Linked DNA regions of Sus scrofa: region 2 is linked to region 1. A link is a contact called in public HiChIP or PLAC-seq data. All regions are on one chromosome and are shown on one strand. The core of a region is the stretch at or near the end of the contact, and the rest is flanking DNA. Distances in the headings are between cores, read along the strand shown.

What was found. HiChIP or PLAC-seq counts read pairs in DNA pulled down with a chosen protein or histone mark.
Region 2: an H3K27ac HiChIP or PLAC-seq map of alveolar macrophages shows a contact between it and region 1. The contact joins the enhancer-like site here to the promoter of SP7 in region 1. A contact is called at or near these places in 8 of 47 Hi-C or Micro-C datasets (embryonic fibroblasts, epiblast stem cells, liver and 4 more) and 2 of 2 datasets of contacts at active chromatin or transcription factors (alveolar macrophages and skeletal muscle).

The regions. Positions count from the first base shown.
Region 1 is chr5:18,565,061-18,568,209 of Sscrofa11.1, reverse strand. SP7 (transcription factor Sp7) reads left to right here and starts at 1,542. Exons shown (of 5, transcript XM_021091715.1): 1 at 1,542-1,601; 2 at 2,434-2,547.
Region 2 is chr5:18,602,691-18,606,053 of Sscrofa11.1, reverse strand. The region is part of intron 3 of SP1 (transcription factor Sp1); the gene reads right to left. Among named protein-coding and RNA genes, the nearest start is that of SP1, 16 kb to the right of the region's middle. Within about 2 kb of position 1,678, at least 1 of the 83 cell types and tissues checked has an H3K27ac peak or open chromatin away from gene starts, as enhancers often do. A contact at or near this core is called in alveolar macrophages, where this site is marked.

The DNA.
Region 1 (3,149 bases), core at 293-2,792:
GGCTACAGCTCCAATTTGACCCCGGGAACCTCCATATGCCGGAGATGGGACCCTAAAGAGACAAAAAGACCAAAAAAAAAAAAAGAAAGAAAAGCCCCTGCACTTTGAACTCCCAGGTTCCCTCAATAGACTGTTTGTAAAGCCCCTCTCAACTGTCCCTTCTTTATAAAAGAGGGAGCCTCTTCTTTCTTCTCTGGACTGTGGTTTACCATAGATTGCCTGTCCACCACTGCAATTCTTTGCTCTTCTATAAGAAACCCATTTTGCTGGTAAAATACTGGCTTTTGTTTTAGGTTTATACTGTCATCATTTGAGTTCATAAAAGACCCCTCTCTAGTTTTTTTTCCCCCTCTTCATCCCTAAGCCCTTCCTCTCCTCCCTAAAAGCACCACTCTAATGTGTTTATTTGTCCCTGAATATATACACACTTGTTTTGTGGGTTCAATCTCTGTTGTGTTTAATTTGCCTGCAGAATTTAATTGTGCCATAAGTATAATCATTTTACTTTCTTTCACAGAACACTTTTTTTTTTTTACCTTTTAGGGCTGCACCTGCAGCATATTAAATTTAATCCCAGGCTGGGCGTCAAATTGGAGCTCCACCTGCCCGCCTGCTTCACAGCCATAGCCACTCAAGATCCAAGCTGCATTTGCAACCTGCACCACAGCTCATGGCAACGCCGGATCCTTAACCCACTGAATGAGGCCAGGGTTTGAACCCGAATCCTCACAGTTACTAGTCCAATTTGTTAACGCTGAGCCACAATGGGAACTCCCTATTTTTTTTTTTTTTTTTTTTTTTGTCTTTTCTAGGGCCACTCCCTCGGCATATGGAGGTTCCCAGGCTAGGGGTCGAATCGGAGCTGTAGTCACTGGCCTACACCACAGCCATAGCAGCTCAGGATCTGAGCTGCGTCTTGGACCTACACCACAGCTCAAGGCAACGCCGGATCCTTAACCTGGCAAGGCCAGGTATTGAACCTGCAACCTCATGGTTCCTAGTCAGATTCGTTAACCACCACGCCACGAAGGGAACTCCAGGCACTCCCTATTTTTATCTTTTTAAATTGAACTATGGTTGATTTACAATGTTGTGTTAGTTTCTGGTTAGCTAGCAGTGATTCAGATATATATTTTTTCCATTATAGTTTATTACAATATATTGAATATAGCTCCCTGTTCTATACAGTAGGATCTTATTTATCTATTTTATATACGGTAGTTTGTGTCTGCTAATCCCAAACTTCTAATTTATTCCTTCCTCTTCCCTCTGCCCTTTGGTAACCATAAATTTGTTTACTATGTCTATGAGTCTGTTTCTGTTTTGCAAATAAGTTCATTTGTATCATTTTTTTTTAGATCTCATATATAAGCGGTATCATGTGATATTTGTCTTTCTCTTCCTTTTAGGAAGTAAGTTTTTTTTTTGCTTTTAGGGCCACACCCACTGCATATAGAGGTTCCCAGGCTAGGGGTCAGATCTGCGCTCTAGCCACAGCAATGCTGGATCCTTAACCTGCTGAGCAAGGCCAGGGATTGAACCCACAAACTCATGGTTCATAGTTGGATTTTCTGCTGAGCCACGATGGGAACTCCTAGGCAGTAAGTTTTTATGTAATTTTTTTTTTCATCTTCTATGAGAGTTGTTTACCCCCATTTTTTAGACAAGGAAGTTGAGGCCTACAGAATTTGCACATATAGCAAGTGGCGGAGCTTGAATTCACACCTTAGTCTAACTTTCAAGACAGTGCATTTTACTACTCCAAACAGCCTCTATGTCATAAAAGCATGGCTGTTTACCAGGCTCTCTTCCACCAGATTGCACACTTCTTGTTAAATGCTATTTTGGACACTTCTGGCACATACCTGGCACAGTAGATGCTCAGGAAATGTCCGTGAAAGGCTGATAGGCAGGTGCGTGGGGCAGAAAATAGACCCTTGCTTGCTGAATTCCGGCCTGGCAGTCTGGATACTTTTGGAACTTTGACAAAGGTCTTGCCTTCTCTGAGTCAAGACTGGGGAAAGGTGCAGAATTAATACCATAACCCTCTGAGGCTTCTTCCCGCCCCAGCCCTTGCCTCAGCGCTGGCAGCTTTGCCATTGTTACCTTCAAAACGTGCCAACCCTCTGGCCCCAAGAACATGCTCTGGAGAGCAGGTTCATTGGCGCAGCGGTTGGGTAGCTCACTCCTGCCACCTGGTGGTACTTCGAAGCTTTGCTCCCTCTTCTTTCAGGGTCCCGGATCTAAGAAGGTGTTACCTGAAAAAGTCTAGAAGCTATTTGCACACTGCCCTTCCCTCCAAGAACTTTTCTCTGGAATCCCTTCCCATTTGCAGAACATACTGAGCTGAGCTGGATGGCGTTAAGACCTTTAAAGATTCTGAGCTCTGAGAAGATTGTGTGTACAAAAATATTTTCTTTTCTTTTTTTTAAGTCCCCCTGCTTTGCTTCCCTGTGTACTAAGCATCACTGGATATGGACACCACGGACCCGGCTTTGGAGAAGAGAAGCTTCCTAATTTAAGCCTATGGACCACTTGAGAGCAAAGGTTGTTGTGTTTTATAAACATTTGTCTTTCTGGGGACCCCACAGTGCCTGGGAGGTAAGAGGAGATAATCAATGTCCGTTTTTCGGTCTTTACCTGAAATGTAACCCTGGCTGGCCTGTTGTTAGGACCCTTGGAGACCACCTCTGCTTTATCACCACCTTGCAGGGGTGCCTAATGCCTATCTGCCTATCTCTCGCTCTCTTTTTTTTTTTTTTTTTTTTTGTCTTTTTGTCTTTTTGCCATTGTTTGGGCCGCTCCCGCGGCATATGGAGGTTCCCAGGTTAGGGGTCTAATCAGAGCTGTAGCCACCAGCCTACGCCACAGCCACAGCAACGCCAGATCTGAGCCGCATCTGCGACCTATACCACAGCTCACAGCAACGCCGGATTCTTTTAACCCACTGAGCAAGGCCAGGGATCGAACCCACAACCTCATGGTTCCTAGTCAGATTCGTTAACCTCTAAGCCATGATGGGAACTCCTCTGCCTATCTCTTTGCATCTTTAGTTTTCCTCTTTGCAAGTCTGAACCCTCTCCCCCTGCCCTCCCCCGCTCCAAGAAACCTGATTTTCTTTCCAAGAAAGGATCTCACAACCCTAGAAC
Region 2 (3,363 bases), core at 429-2,928, 38 kb before region 1:
TTCCCAGGCTAAGGGTTGAAGTTCCCAGCCACAGCAATGCAGGATCCGAACCACCTCTGTGACCTACACTGCAGCTCACTGCAACACCGGATCCTTAACCCTCTGAGTAAGGCCAGGAATCAAACCTGGATCCTCACGGACACTAGAAGGATTCGTTTCTGCTGCGCCACAGTGGGAACTCCTCCAAGGTAACTTTTTAATATAAAAACTAGACTTCCCATTGTCAGAATTTGTTCAGATTATAGATAAATACTAAAAGCGGATACTCCCATTTATATCTAGTATTATGAAACACCATAGCTTTAAACTGCCAACAACAATATGATAAAAGGATAAAAGATGGAAATGTTATGCCATGAAAATATAAAGGTGCTCATCTATGCATCTGCGTACTCTTTTCCCTAAACTGGTTTCCTTCAACTTTTGCCTTAATATGGTAATGACAAATTCAAATATATGCAATGTATTTAATGTATTTTGAGATTTCTGTTCTTTTTTTGTTTTTGTTTTGTAAATAGTTTATCTGTTGGTTTCCTATTCTTTTAATATTGATTATGCAATGAATGTTAAGACAGTTAAGACAGCCACTATAAAAATTACTGCATGGAGTTCCTGCTGTGGCACAATGGGTTAAGAATACAGTATTGCTACAGCAGTAGCAGAGGTCCCAGCTTCAGTTCAGATCTGATCCCTGGCCCAGGAATTTCCATATGCTGCGGGTGCAGCCAAAAGAAAAAAAAAAAAGAACTAATGCACGTAAGTCGATAGGTTTCCTACATACAAATAAGAGCCAGTTAGAAGTAAAATGGAAGAAAACTATAATATACATATTTTAAAAAAAAGAAATAAAATGGAAAAAAGATTCTATTTGCAATAGCAACAAAAACTATAAAATACTAAGTTTAAACTTAGCAAGAAATGCGTAGGATCAATAAGAAAATAATGCAAATACAGTAGGAGTCAATCAAAATTAAAATTCCAGGAGCTCCCTTGGATCCGGCTGTGTCACTGCAGTGGCTCAGGTCACTGTTGTGGCGTGAGTTCGATCTCTGGTCTAGGAATTTCCACATGCCATGGGAACCGCCAAAAAAACCCAAAAAATAATTCCAGAAAAATTTACTAGGGAAACTGACAAAATGTGTCCAATTCATCTGTAAGAATATGAGGATAATCAGGAAAAAAATTTTCAAGTAGTAATGAGGGAAAATATTAAAAGTTTCATAAAGGAAAAGATAATAAAACAAAGTATCAAAAATAATAAAATAAAAACAGGCAACTCACAAGAGAAAACAAAAGCAAATTTAAAAAAGATATTTAATTCTCTAATAATCAGACAAGGCTAATTAAACCAAGAATCTTTTTTCCACATCATATTGGTAAAGATTAATATCAATGGAAGAATAAATTGCTAGCTTTTTGAAATCCAGTTTAGTTGTAAATATCAAAACACAAAGGTATAAAAACCACACCACAGCTCATGACAACACCGGATCCATAACCCACTAAGCAGGACCAGGAATTGAACCCCAATCCTCATAGATACCAGTCAGGTTTGCTATTACTGAGCCACAATGGGAACTCCTCAAAAACCTATTTTAAAGTACACAATTCATTGGCACTCAGTGCCTTCACAGTATTGGGCAACTACCACTTCCCTCTATTTTCAAAACTTTCATCACCTCTGAAAAACTCCTATACCCATTAAAGAATCACTCCTCATTCTCCCCTCACTCCACTTCCTGGCAACCACTACTATATGGATCTTCCTATTTTAGGTATAACATGTAAATAGAATCATACAATATGTGACCTTTTTTGGTCTGGTTTCTTTAACTTAGCAGAAGGTTTTCCAGGTTCACTCATACTGTAGGATGTACCACTACTTCATTTCTTTTTATGAAATGGATATATCACTTTTGTTTATCTATTGGACATTTAGGTTACTTCCACCTTTTGGCTATTATGAATTGTGCTGCTACAAACATCTGTGTATAAGATTCTGCATGGACATATGTTTTCATTTCTCTTAGAAATACACCTAAGGAGTTCCCACCATGGCTCAGTAGAAAAAAATCTCACTAGTAACCATGAGGATACAGGTTCAATCCCTGGCCTTGCTCAGTGGGTTAAGGATCTGGTGTGCCATAAGCTGTGGTAAAGATCACAGAAGTGGCCTGGATCCTGTGTTGCTGTGGCTGTGGCACTGGCTGACAGCTGTAGCTCCTATTTGATTCCTAGCCTGGAAACTTCTCTATGCTGCAGGAGCAGCCCTGAAAAAAGGAAAAATACACTCAGGAGTAGAATTATTCACTTACAGAATTTTAATCTAAAAAGTATGAACAAGGATGTTCACCAAAGCATTGCTTATAACACTGAAGAGGAAAAAAAAAAGTACCATTAGTAGGGTTAAGTATACCCTAGTTCAAACATACTATGGAATTCCCAATCATTTAAAGTGATGATGCAGATGTATACTTATCATTATTTATGGAAAAGATTTTTATAGTATTCAGTAAAAATAAGATTATGGCCCATTGTTGCGAGTTCCCAGCTCTGATTCTACCCCTAGCCTGGGAACTTCCATATGCTGCACGTGCGGCCCTAAAAAGCAAATAAATAAATAAATAAAGTCTCAAACACATCAGAAAAAAAAACAAGAAGGGAGGAGTCCCCATCGTGGCTCAGTGGAAACAAATCTGACTAGCATCCATAAGGACTAAAGTTCCGATCCCTGGCCTCACTCAGTGGGTTAAGGATCTGGCCTTGCTGTGGCTGTGGTGTAGGCCAGCAGCTACAGCTCTGATTTGACCCCTAGCCTGGGAACCTCCATATGCCTTGGGTGCAGCCCTAAAAAGACCAAAAAAAAACAAAAAAGAAAGGAACGGTCAGGGAAATAGATCACATCTTCCTGATTGTAGGGAAAAAAAAAGAAAGAAGGGAGAGTAATACCCCTCCACCCCAATGACACAGCTGACTTTCATGTTTTCAACAGCGAATACTTATGTGTCGGATTCCTTTGTCATTTTGCTCCTTCCTTTCTAATGTACTGATCATATCATTTACAATTCATTTAATTACAGATTAAATTCAAATTAACTGATCTGGTTACAACAAATTCTGATTCATAACTAAGTTTATAAAGAGGATAATTAACCATGCCTTTTGCTTCTTTTTTCCCTACTATTTGTCTTAAGTTACAAATTTAACTGAACTAGGTCAAAAACATTATTTTCAGACTTGAGAAAAGTTCTAACAAAAGAAAGTAGGAACATACCTTAACATAATAAAAGCTATTTACAACAAACCCACAGCAAATACAATACTCAGTGGAGAAAAGCTGAAAGCTTTCCCACTAAAATCGAA